2 separate regions of the Mus musculus genome follow, and region 2 is linked to region 1. Evidence: chromatin contacts called from public Hi-C data. All regions are on one chromosome and are shown on one strand. The core of a region is the stretch at or near the end of the contact, and the rest is flanking DNA. Distances in the headings are between cores, read along the strand shown. Region 1 overlaps Ddo (D-aspartate oxidase). Region 2 overlaps Mettl24 (methyltransferase like 24).

Region 1 (6,351 bases), core at 168-2,667:
CAGGAAGTGACAATGAGACACTGGCCAGGCTTGAGCTTCTGAGACCTTAAAGGCCATCCCCTCTAGTGACACACCTCCTCCAAGAAACCCACACACACTCAGCAAAGCCAAATGTCCTAATCACACCATTCCCTTCGAGCCAAGGGGGACCATTTTTATTCAAACCACCACATCTAGTCTGCGTTCTTACATAACCCAGGATCTCCCGTCCAGGAATGGCACCACACACATCAGTTACCACCCAAGGAAATCCCCTTCAGGCTTGCCTGCTGATGGCAGCATTTTCTCAATTGAGGTTCCTTCTTTTCAGATAACTCTAGCTTTTATCAATCTGGCAAAACAAAACAAAACAAAACAAAACAAAACAAAACAAAACAAAACAAAACAAAACAAAACAAAACAAGACCAAGCAGCTCACCCTTCCTCCGGACAGCTCCTGACCTACTTTTGTGTATTTTTTTTCTTTTTGTGACCCACTGAGTTTAATTAAAACGTGTGTGTGTGTGTGTGTGTGTGTGTGTGTGTGTGTGTGTGTATGTGTGTGTCTCTCTGTGTGTGTGTGTGTGTAGGTTTATTACTAGAACATGGGCACATTATCACTGGCTACCCCTCTGAAATAAACAATACCTCTTCCTCCAGAAGCTACCAGGGAAAGGAGGGGCCTCATGAGCCCTTCCCTATCCAGGAGGAAGCATTGATGGGCCCAGTCTGTGCCCATCTTTTGCAGGTCACACCGGCTGCTGCCAGTTCACGGTTACAGCAGCTAGAGGATGTCCAGAAGACCGACTCACCGAGCACTCCTCCCCACCTTCTGGCTCGCACACTTTTTCATTCCAGGTTTCTGTGGCATTGGTGCTTATTGTCTTAAACACCACCAAACAGTGTGCTGGATAGAGTCACCACAAAGCACCGACTCATCCCTCTCTCTGTCTGAGAGAATGGCTTCACCTTTAAAGACAGTCCATTAATGTACATCCAACTAACATGATCTTGGCTTCCAAATTGTTGCAAGGAGAGAGCAGAAATTTATGTCCATGAAATAAAAGGTTCTGTTCTCACCTATTTAAGTCACTCCATCATACTAAAACTTTTCATGGTTATTTGTGGTCGGTGCCATGAATGCTTGCCAGGGTCTTTGATTTTCTCGTCCCAAGTAAATGGCATAGCCTTTCACTGGTTTTCTGAATAATAAGCAAGGATGCACAGGGTGAAAATTAGTGCCTGAAAGGACCTCTGGACCGAATGGAAAGAAAATACACTCCAGGTTCGAATTACTGAGGGCTTAGCATAGCTGGCCTTCTGTAAATATTTAGTATATGACTCAAATCCAGAGGTTTCCAGCTGTCCTTTAAATTGCTCAGTGGTGAAATGGTCCCCACAGTGGGAGGAATGTGGCGGTTGACAGACCCATCTCCAGCCACCCTCAGCTGAGCTGCGAAGGCAGCTGTCGGGTCTGTGACGCTGGGGAGTGGCAATGTTCTCGTATACTCTCCTCTACTTGTGGCGTTTTCTAGAAATGAGACCAGTGTCAGAAGGCCAGTTCCTCACAGACCTCAATGCAAGTCTCAGTTGAACTTCCCAGCTAGCAAGTGGGAATAGAAAGCCAGAGTCTTTTCTTGTTGCGTCAAAATCAACAATGAAACTGTGCCACCATTTCCAGCCACGATTATGCTGTCTGGGAGGTTCTGCCTTTTCTTGTGTTTTCCTTCTTGTGAAACCTTTGCTCATCCAGAATGGAGGAGGGGTGTGTTGAGAACTGGCATGTGAACTTCTGCTCTCTCAGAGGCACAGAGGGTACAGGCATCCAAACCTCTGTTTGTGCTGTCAGTCAAGTCGTCCCGGGTTCTCTCTTGAGTGACAGTATACAGGGAGACAAATGTTTCTGTGGTACCAGTCTATTTGTCAGAGTTATCCAGAGATGGAGCTGATTATGGGTTTGTGTGTGTATGTGTGCACCCAAATGCATGCATATGTGTGTGTATATGCATGCACATATCTGTATGTAAAGGCATGGACATGTGTGTGTGTATGTATGCACATATCTGTATGTGAATGCATGCATATGTGTGTGTATATGTATGCACATATCTGTATGTTAATACTTCATTCTTTCAGCTAGCTACACACTCTCCCAGTTCTTTCTCTGGCCCCTGAGAAAGAGCACTGGGTCTTATTAGATTTTGTTCCTCTTAGCAATGTTTTGCTTCTAGATGGCCAACCTGCATCTGTTGAACAGTACTGCCAAGAGTCTCTTAGAGTAAATCCCCTGTATCCTATAAGTAACCCAGGAATACGATTATAAGATTACAGGGGATTAAGATTATGATGACAAGATTACTGGGGTTATTTTTTTTAAATGGCTACAGAATTTCTCCATTCAATAAGAAAAGTCTCTGGGATGGGTGGTGGTAAGGGTCATACAATGATACAAATGAGCTTAGGGCTACTGAGCTACTTAGAAATGGCCCCTGTGGTGAGGTTTTACTCTGTGTGTATTAGCCTACAATTCAACAATGATTATGAGGCTTGGCTAAGCCATTCCTTCTCATTTGGTCCAACAATAAGTGGTCATTTATTCCATCAGTTCTCTGTATTGTTCCTTTTGTAAAAACATCCCTCGTACCTGTGAGTGAGCAGGTGTTTGTGTGTGTGACAGACAGAGATAGAGACAGAGAGGGAACATGGAGCAACCATCTACTAGAGAGAGCTGACAAATCCCAAGGCACATGCAAGAATTAACAGCCTATGACGGAGCAGGAGCAGGAGCAGGAGCAGGAGCAGGAGCAGGAGCAGGAGCAGGAGCAGGAGCAGGAGCAGGAGCAGGAGCAGGAGCAGGAGCAGGATCAGGAGCAGGAGGAGGAGCAGGAGCAGGAGCAGGAGCAGGAGCAGGAGCAGGAGAAGGAGCAGGAGGAGGAGGAGCAGGAGCAGGAGCAGGAGCAGGAGCAGGAGAAGGAGCAGGAGCAGGAGAAGGAGCAGGAGGAGGAGCAGGAGCAGGAGCAGGAGCAGCAGGAGCAGCAGCAGCAGGAGCAGCAGGAGCAGGAGCAGGAGCAGGAGCAGGAGCAGGAGCAGGAGCAGGAGGAGGACCAGGAGCAGGAGGAGGAGCAGGAGCAGGAGGAGGAGGAGCAGGACCAGGACCAGGAGCAGGAGCAGGAGCAGGAGCAGGAGCAGGAGCAGGAGCAGGAGGAGGAGCAGGAGCAGGAGCAGGAGCAGGAGCAGGAGCAGGAGCAGGAGCAGGAGAAGCAGGAGCAGGAGCAGGAGCAGGAGCAGGAGCAGGAGCAGGAGGAGGAGCAGAAGGAGGAGCAGGAGCAGGAGCAGGAGCGCAGGAGCAGGAGCAGGAGCAGGAGCAGGAGGAGCAGGAGGAGGAGGAGCAGAAGGAGGAGCAGGAGCAGGAGGCAGGAGCAGGAGCAGGAGCAGGAGCAGGAGGAGCAGGAGGAGGAGGAGCAGGAGCAGGAGCGCAGGAGCAGGAGCAGCAGGAGCAGGAGCAGGAGCAGGAGGAGCAGGAGGAGGAGGAGCAGAAGGAGGAGCAGGAGCAGGAGCAGGAGCGCAGGAGCAGGAGCAGGAGCAGGAGCAGGAGCAGGAGCAGGAGCAGGAGCAGGAGGAGCAGGAGGAGGAGGAGCAGGAGCAGGAGCAGGAGCGCAGGAGCAGGAGCAGGAGCAGCAGGAGCAGGAGCAGGAGCAGCAGGAGCAGGAGCAGGAGGAGCAGGAGGAGGAGCAGGAGCAGGAGCAGGAGCGCAGGAGCAGGAGCAGGAGCAGGAGCAGGAGGAGCAGGAGGAGGAGGAGCAGGAGGAGGAGGAGGAGCAGGAGGAGAAGCAGGAGGAGGAGGAGGAGCAGGAGGAGGAGGAGCAGGAGCAGGAGCAGGAGCAGGAGCAGGAGCAGGAGCAGGAGCAGGAGCAGGAGCAGGAGCAGGAGCAGGAGCAGGAGCAGGAGCAGGAGCAGGAGCAGGAGCAGGAGCAGGAGCAGGAGCATCTGAGCAAGGAGTGCTTGGGTGTTTAAAGCACAGCTCAATTTGGTATTTGTTTTGCATCTAGATAAAGGAACTCTGTGGAATATTAGAGGAACAATTTGTGATTTTTCTTTGGTTTGGATTTCCAAAGATTAACCACAGGAATCTCTACTGGCCAAGCACAGAGCCCGACTTTGATGCGATGCGGGTGAACCCTCAAAGCGCCCGAAAGCCTTTTGTTCCAGTCACCCTTCATTTCTGGGAAGTGGGTGAGCGGTGGCTACCAAGGCTCACCCCAGTCTCTCTTTCCCAGGATAAAGGGGAGTGGAGGTCTGCTACTCACCAGGAGAATAGAAGACCTGTGGGAGCTGCAGCCATCTTTTGATATCGTGGTCAATTGCTCAGGCCTGGGAAGCCGGCGACTTGTAGGTGACCCCATGATTTCCCCGGTAAGGGGCCAGGTGCTCCAGGCACGGGCCCCCTGGGTGAAGCATTTCATCCGAGATGGGGGCGGGCTGACTTATGTTTACCCTGGTATGTCCTATGTAACCCTGGGAGGAACTAGACAGAAAGGAGACTGGAATCGATCCCCAGATGCAGAACTTAGCAGAGAGATTTTTTCTCGATGCTGCACTCTCGAGCCTTCCCTCCACAGAGCCTACGACATAAAAGAGAAAGTGGGGCTGAGACCCAGCAGGCCAGGTGTGCGGCTGCAGAAGGAGATCCTAGTCCGGGGACAACAGACGCTGCCTGTGGTCCACAACTACGGCCACGGGAGTGGGGGCATCTCTGTGCACTGGGGCTCTGCTCTGGAAGCCACCAGGCTGGTGATGGAGTGTATCCATACCCTCAGGACCCCTGCTTCCTTGTCGAAGCTGTAGCTGACACCAAGTAACAGCAGCTAATCCAGGTGATATGGGTCAAAGCACAATTTAAGGTCCGTAACCGGGTCTCGTAACTTTCATACTGCTTGAACGTTGAGTCTGACCTTCTTTGTTTTTACGCAATGAGTATCAGTAGACTTAGAAAGCTTGTCAGTAATGACACAGAACACAAAGCTCGGTTTTTGTCAAAATATGTGCTATTTAAAAATACTTGTTCTATGGGGTAGATTTGGGGAGGATCGAATGCTAACTTATATGAATGATGTAAGCGATAGGGAGTTCGTATTTTTGGCTCAGAAGCACATAAGCACATAAGAGAAGATTAATGTGTGAGAAATATACTTGGCTCCCTGTCAGCCCTAGAGCTGTGCATGATCCTCTCAGGTCATAGAGCCAACAGAGGAAGTTATCATCCCACTAGATGGGACCACACAGTGTGGACCCCCGGTATTTAACCGAGGGTAGGCAGCAGCAGCTTCCTCACGCCAGCTGGTATTCATGGTAGCTGACAGAGGTGGAGTTGCCCTCGAAGGCTGCGCCAGTTTTGGAGCAACTTTGTGTCTGTTTTGTTGTTTCTGGGACCAAACACCTAACAGAAACAACCTAAAGCATTGTTCATAGCTGCAGCCCATAGCGCCAGGGAGGGCCTTGTAGAACAGAGCTGTTCAACTCACATCTGCAAGAAAGCAGTGTGAACAGGTAGCAGGGCAGATGGGGTGACAGTGTCTAAGCGCTCATTCCCAGTTGTCTACTCCCCGTCCCAACTTTCCTCCTATACCTCTACCATCTCCCAACAGTTCATTTAATTCTCAAATCTGTCCATGGATTGAGTCATCGATTAGGTCATCCATATCTAGAAACACCTTCAGCCCCACCCAAAGGGCGGGCTTTACGTCTGTCTTAAGCAATCCCCTATCTTGTCAAGCTGCCAGGAGGGATTTACCATAGCAATCGTGGAGGCTGCATACTTCATTACCACAAATGATCAAGAGCTGCTGACTGCGCAGTGAATGAGCACTGTTGGAGACTGAATCGTCTATGCGACCTAGGAGCTAATTTGCTAATGGAGACGAAACAATCATTTTTTTAAATGACATACGACACAAAGTGTTCATGTCGCAAGTATTGGGGAGAAAGGGAATATGTCTTGTGATAATGTAAGTTTGAGAATTGCTGAGTTGAATAATTTTACCTGGCTCCCTAACTTCAGGCTACTCAGAACCTTTACCGTCCCGGGTTCATTGTAGGTCCTCGGGAGGGTTTTTGGCCTGGGAGAAGATTGTTCACTGAAGTAAGCAATCCTGGAGCAGGGATGTCATTACATTTTGGAGAGAAGTACTTTTTTGTTGTTGTTGTTGAATAATAAAGCCTGTTTTGAACCTCCTAGGAGTCTTACGATTGGCCATAAGTATAGGGACAGGGCTGGAGAGATGGCTCAACAATTAAGATTGCTTGTTGCTCTTCCAGCAGACAAGAGTTTGTTTCCTAGTGCCCATGAAGTGCCTACAACCTCCTGTAACTACAG
Region 2 (6,860 bases), core at 794-3,293, 86 kb after region 1:
GGTGCTTGATAAATATTGACTGACTGAATGGTAATTAGCATCTAATAAGAGAAGAAAAAAATCAATACAGGCATGGAAGGTGGATTGGATAGTATTCCTTGACGCTCTGTGCTCTCCCTTCACAAGACAACAGCTATAAGACATGGCTGTCCTCAGAAAGGCAGCTTGGAGAGCAGAGTAGCTACATCTTTTTCCCCAAGTTAGAGTCTTTCTATGTAGTTGTCTTAGTTTCCTTTTCTGTTGCTCTGATAAGAACCCTACCAGATGCAACTCTAGGGACTTTTGGCTCACAGTCTGAGGCAGAAAAGTCACAGTGACACATGGAAGCAGTGGGTCCCATTGCAGTCATAGTCAAGAAGCAGGCAACAATGAATGCTTGGGCTCAACCCACTTTCTTCTTTGTGTGTACTCTTTGATCCTAGCCTTGGGAATGGTGCTGCCTGCTTGCCTTACTCCTTCTCGGTTCAGTTTCATCCAGAGTCCCCTGGGTGACATCTGAGGGGAGACAATCACATTTTTAAAAAGTGTCTCATGACCATCTTGTTTAAATGTTTCTGTTGGTTGGGGGTGGTGGTAGTAACAGCTCTTGCCACTGCCTGGAGAATAATGTATGTACATGAATGGTCTTTCTATCTGGTCCCCAGATCCTTCCTCAACATAAATTGAGCTAGGGGCCAACTTGATACCGTGCAGGATCTTCTAGTCTGTGACCACTAAAGTCTCTCTGAAGCTAGTCATTCACCATGCCAGCCCTTGGAAGGTCTTTTGCCCTCCATTGCTGTTGCTCTGTAGGCTGGGCCCTAGTCTACACTTGAAATCGCTGAGGTTCCTGGAGGTCTCTAAAAGGTGACTGTCTAGGAGAGGATCTATGAGTTCTACCAAAGACTTCCTGACCAAGCTTCCTTTTACCTGCAGACATGCCCATTTATGCTTCTTCCAGCCCACTGCTCTCCCTCGGTCTTTCTGCTGCCCACCCATGCTGTGAGCAAGGCTCAGGCCCCATCACTAGCCATATAGTACTGATAATACCTCAGATTCTCTGCTGACAGGTGTGAGCGGTCTCTATGTGCTAGAAAGCCATCCTTCTCAGCTCAGCATCCTTGTCCCACACACCAGCTCAGCAGTAGGTCTCATTACCCATCTCTCTCAGTGCTAAGAAAGATGACCAAAGGCCTCAGTGTCTCTTCCACCATGCACCTCAGCTTTTTGGTGCTGTGACCCCCAAAACTGTTCTTTAGGGAACAGATTCTTGAAACTCTAACCTTAGAAAGCAGTAACAGGTAATGAGCATTCCTCTCTGAGTGTGAAGGGGTATCATGTATCCAGTTGCGTTAAGGTCCTTTCAGGTGGAGTCAGGTAGAGTTTGTCTTTAACTAGACAGTCCCCAGGGGCCATTGTCACTGGCTTCTTAACTTGGCCACTGGACATCTCCTGTGGCTTATGCTGCCTTCAATGACAACAGTGCTGGGCACATATGCTGATACCTTGGCCTAACCTTGTATTTCTTCTGTTCTGCCCAGATCCTGAATCTTTACAGACCCACTGTGTTCTCTGTCCTTCACAGGGTTCCCGATGGCACATAGAGCTCCAGCCATGGGCAGGCCCTTCTCGGTCCCTGGATGAAGAGGCCTCAAGGTTCCTGAGCTACATCAGTACCACTCAGGTTGAGTTTCAAGCTAAAATAGGTTTGGGAATAATGTCAAAGGTACTGACCAACCATTGCAAGGAGATTTTGCCATCTAGGTCCTGGGAATTTTGAGGAGCTCCTGATGGGAGCAGGGTAGGGTCCCCTGTTGCTACTCAATTTTTTCCACACCCATGAAGGCAGGGAAGATAGCTTCTGTTAGCCTGTCATCTTCCTAGATTCTCACCAATCTGGAATGTTCTAATGATTCATCCCCATGTGTTTTAAAGAATCACTTTAGAAAATTGCTTTGGAAAGCCATTTGAAGAGACAGATTTGTCCCTGTGAGTAGGCAGTCAGGTATGTCACAAAACCAAACCATCTTCTTTCCCATTTGGAAGCATCCGGCTGTATGCTTCCCAGCCATGGGCTCTTGGCAACCAGGCTGTGATAGGCAAGGAAAACGGAGGCTCTGAGAAGAGCCACGAGAAGCTAGTGACCCCAGCGCTCACTTCCCTCTCCTTGGATCGCCCTAAGTCATCACTGAGCAGCCCCAGTATGGATGGCTTTCCTCACAGTGGCAGCTCCTGCGCAGCTCCGGGAGTGAGGCAGAGTCCGGTCCTGAGGAAGCAAGAGAACATTCATTAAAGTGACTCTCAGGCTCTTGACACATTAATTAGAAGGTTCACTGTCACGTTGCCCGATCCTAGAGAAGGCAGATGTAAGGGGGAGATGAAGGCCCGAGGGATGCTTAGCCCTGGACTGAGAGGAGGAGGAAGGTAGAACTTTCCGAGCCTGGGAACTGAGCACAAGGTTACCCTAAGAGGCCCCCTGGGCACAAGTGGCCTGCGGGAAGGGGTGCTGGATGCTTATTTTCTTAAGTCCACTGGCCCTTACCGCTGCACTGAGCCTCACGGCAGCAAAGCTCACCGTAAAGGATGAGAAAGAATATGGCCTTACTTTGAGACAGATTCTGGCTGTTTAGCCCAGGCTAGCCTTGAACTCCTCCTGAGTGCTAAGGTCGCAGGTGTATGCCATCATGCCTGGCTTGTTGCCAGAGCTATAGGAGGTTAGTTTAGGTTAAAAATCTTACTTCTTACATGATGCAGCAAAACACTTATAGGAATTTTAATACTTGTCCCCGAGACATGGAAATAAAAGCTTGTGGAGTTAATTGTGACTGATAGAATGATAAATCAGTTCTCGTGCTTTATAGAAATTTATCTTATTTTGGCTGCTTTAAATTAATTTGGTGGATTTACCCAGGCTTAATTAAAATACTGAAATTTTAATTTCACAATTATGGTTTTAGATGAAGGATAGAATGCTAGATCTCTTAATTACAACCTAAAAACACTCTTTAAAAGCCTGGAGAAAAATTAGAGGCATTAAATATATAAAGTGAATTTGAAAATGATGAGCCCCATCCTCCAACATTAATTTATTGAGCACAACTCTCCAAACCCTACTTTACATGTATTTTGAGCTAATGTTGCTTAACTTTTATGTGTTTACTTGCAAGATGCACTTTGGGCATCCAGTGGTCATTTCAGACTTCACTTGGGGCTTTCTCATGAGCCATGGTCTGAAAGGGGGAAAGGTCTAGGAATAAGAAACACATTCTGATGTGATATGGGCTAATGCTGGAACCTGGACCATTGATTTTGCCTCTGTGACTGTCCCTGTTCTGATCCCAAAAACCTTGAGGTTGGACCAAATGCTTCTAAGATCTTCTCCATGGCTGAGAAAGTAGGTGAGGGTGGCTATTACCCAGGCATTCCTGAGCAGCTATGTGGCCAGGCAATTCTGAAGGCAATGGGCTTGCAGTCTTGGCCTCAAGGAGCCCAGAGATGAGTAAATATATAATCATTAGACAGCTTGAGAAGATCCATAAGCAAGAGCGTGTGTTTGAAGCGGTGAGAGAAAGATTCTTCCCACCTCCATGTGCTGTGGGCTCCATAGCAGGATCTTAGTTCCTAACTGATACAAGAGCTGGGAAGTGCAATACAAGAGCAAATGACAAAGTTTATGCTGAACTCAGTGGGTGTCTTCATAAGACAGTGCTGCTCTAAGACATGGCCAAAGCACAATGCTTTCATGCTTTGCACATGGAGAAAGAAAGGAACTTGGAAAGGAACAGGACAAATGGATTTCCTCTAGATCCAGGCAGTAAGTTCTAAGGATGCTGCCAGGAGATTTGTGGTGGAGACCTCAGCTGCAGGGATGGGGCGGGTGGGGCAGTGAATCTAAGAGCTAGTGGACAATGAAGAGATGAAGGCGACTTAAAAGTTTATTCTGTCTTATTGCAACCCCAGTGACCAGGAGGATTCAAGGCTCTTCCCCAGCATCTGCATGGGACGGCCACCCCACTCAAAAGAATCTGTATAGCTTGTTACATATAGAGGGAGCCAATTGCTCCCTGTGAAGTTATAGTCCCTTGAGAGAGTGCAGTTTGAGGTAATGATTGTACCAGGTTGGAATATTTTGAAATGATATGGCCCGAGTTCCTTTCAGACTCAGTGGAAGGCTTTTTGTCCTTCAGAAAAATGTGACAGATTGCAGACCTCTCAATGGTTTTGTAATCAGGAGACATTTTATCCAGGTGATGGCTTCCAGGTGGGAGCCGTCATAGATGACACTGATTCTCCGTTAGATTCTTTCACTAACTATTGCTTCCGCCCCTTCTCTATGCAACACGGAGCTTTGCCGATGCCTTTGTGACTTATGCCTCATTTAGAAATCATGTTAACAATGGAGGCCTGCAAAACTTGCAGAATATTAAAGTCACTGTTACCTAAAATTTTCTGTTAGCAGCAGTGAGCCACTGAGTGAATTCCACCCCCATCTTCCTCTGCTGCTTTAAAAAACAATCCCTCAAATCTATGCTCAAACTGGTACAGTAAAGGCCAGCACTTGATAAGCTCATGGCTGAGTTTTTCATGTGTCAATCACCTACCCAGGGCCTGGCACTCTCTCTCCCGGATCTCAAACCTTAATAAAATGCCCTTCTCAAATGGCAATTAAGTAAGAGGGGTGTCTCTCCGAGGTTGAGCATGTGGGTGGGCGTTAGACAGTCATGGGTGTGGTACCCTTCTGCATACTGATGACCTTGGTGGCATGATTATGGTCCTGAATTTTTATATTTTTATTTTTCTTCCTTCCTTCCTTCCTTCCTTCCTTCCTTCCTTCCTTCCTTCCTTCCTTTCTCTCTCTCTCTCTCTCTCTCTCTCTCTCTCTCTCTCTCTCTCTCTCTCTCTCTCGGCTATGGCATTTGACCACAGTACACAGAGCTTCAGGTTCAGGTAAATTAGCAATATTGTTTTTCATAATATGAGAGGCCCTGATCACACTACAGAGTTCTGCATGAATAATTCGGTGAACTGCTAGCAGGAAACAGTTAACTCGTGGGCACTTGCTCTGTTCTGATGGAAGGCTCCAGAGCCAGCTTCTTAGGGCAACCCCCACACCATATGCCTCCAGGAAGCAAGGCTTTGAGTACAGAGTTCATCTAAGCAACAGTAGCTGTTTTAAATAAGAAAAATGTTTTAAAAATCTGTTTTTCTGACTATTACTACCCATCTATTATCTGTTATTTATCCAATTACCTATCTGTACTTGCAAAAACAAAAACAAAAACCCTTTGAAGTCAGGCTGGATACACAGATTAGAACTTTGCAACCATGTATCAATAGTATGTATTATATTTGTGCTCTCCCTCCCTCTCTCTCTCTCTCTCTCTCTCTCTCTCTCTCTCTCTCTCTCTCACACACACACACACACACACACACACACACACAGAGAGAGAGAGAGAGAGAGAGCAAAAAAAATTCATTTTTTGCCTTTGAGCCTTTCAGAAATAATGTAACCATATAAAAATAGAGTGAATTTTTAAGGGATTCTTGTCAAAACTCCTCAAATATTAAGAACCTCTTTGCCACATTCTATTCATGAGATGGTAGACTTGCTATCCAAACTTTTGGGATACAAAACGAAATGGAAATGTGTTAGACCTCTTTAAGCTAAATAAATAAAAAAAAATTCACAAAACAATTTTTTCCTGGAATCTATTTGCTTCTGTTCAGACCTAATTTACTTTATATGGCTAAAATTACAAGGGAAATTAGGCAGGCAGAGAGTATAATTACTTCAGCTGGAGCTTAGCTTGAAGTTGCTGTCCTCGCTTATTTTGTTTGCAAGGGAGTTTTTGAAACCATGGCTATAAATCTTAGCCAGAAAATTTGAAAAAAAAATCAATATTTAATTATTTTTTAAGAGCAAAGTTTTATAGAGGACTTCTAGTTATTTTCCAAAAATGAATGTCCGTCGATAAGATGGTTAATGAATGGTTAAAATTGGATAATTCCTGTGCTGTATCTTTTAGATAAGACAAGAAGGGGAGTGGAAAAGAGTGTCTCTCTGATTAAAATATCTGTGCATGATTAAATCTTAGAATAAGGAAAAAATGTAATCAGATAAAGTACAATCCTTATAGAGAGGACTCTACGTTAGTAACTGTCAACCTTCTTAATGTTATAACCCTTTATCCTCCCAACCATAAAATTATTTCATTTCTCCTTCATAATTGTAATGTTGCTACTCTTATGAATTGTAATGTAAACATCTGATACTCGGGATATCTGATATGTAATCCCTGTGAAATCCATTCAACCCCCAAAGGAGTTGTGACCCACAGGTTGAGAGCTGCTGCCCTTGACCGTGTGGCGGCTCAGGAGGAACCACTGGCCCTATAAGCCTGACTCGCTCTCTCCCAGAGTTCCTTACTTTGAGAGGCCTCTGGTTAATTGTTGGTGCCAACTTCTCTGCCCTTTGTTGGGGGTCAAAGAGGGTGATGTCTTCACTTGAAAGCTCTGGCCCAGGTCTAGTCTCTTTCCTTAACATTCTAAGGTTCGGGTGAGAAGACCACGTTGGCTCTTTTTTTCTGGGGCTTTATAAAAGGCCAAACCCTCCAGTAAACTCAAAGGGCCGCCTTCCCAAGGAACATCTCCCTGCCCCACTGTGGGGTGTGTGAGAGAAAACTTATTATACTACGGGTTCCCCAGGGATCATGATACCTTGTGAATCCGGAGTGGAACACAGAGTGTAACTTTTTTTTCTTTTTCCTTTTTTTCTTCTGCAAATAAGGTGATTTGTAGTGGAGGAGCCGTGTTAACCATCACTTACATGGAAGTGGCCAGAGCAGAGTTTTGATGCCATCAGAAAGGCAGTAGGAACATAC

Evidence for each region. A called contact is a pair of places that touch in the nucleus more often than the background predicts.
Region 2: a contact with region 1 is called in a Hi-C map of the C2C12 cell line, with 1.7 times the contacts expected there. The contact joins two enhancer-like sites. A contact is called at or near these places in 1 of 39 promoter capture datasets (hippocampal neurons), 8 of 484 Hi-C or Micro-C datasets (the C2C12 cell line, the G1E-ER4 cell line, Sertoli cells and 3 more) and 1 of 9 other capture datasets (embryonic stem cells).

Annotation. Positions count from the first base shown.
Region 1 is chr10:40,643,219-40,649,569 of GRCm38.p6, forward strand. Ddo (D-aspartate oxidase) reads left to right here. Exons shown (of 5, transcript NM_027442.5): 5 at 4,256-6,351. The coding sequence ends at 4,823. Among named protein-coding and RNA genes, the nearest start is that of Ddo, 16 kb to the left of the region's middle. Within about 2 kb of position 1,418, at least 10 of the 459 cell types and tissues checked have an H3K27ac peak or open chromatin away from gene starts, as enhancers often do. A contact at or near this core is called in the C2C12 cell line, where this site is marked.
Region 2 is chr10:40,728,423-40,735,282 of GRCm38.p6, forward strand. It overlaps Mettl24 (methyltransferase like 24), which reads left to right. Exons shown (of 5, transcript NM_177793.3): 2 at 1,565-1,663. Among named protein-coding and RNA genes, the nearest start is that of Mettl24, 49 kb to the left of the region's middle. Within about 2 kb of position 2,044, at least 5 of the 459 cell types and tissues checked have an H3K27ac peak or open chromatin away from gene starts, as enhancers often do. A contact at or near this core is called in the C2C12 cell line, where this site is marked.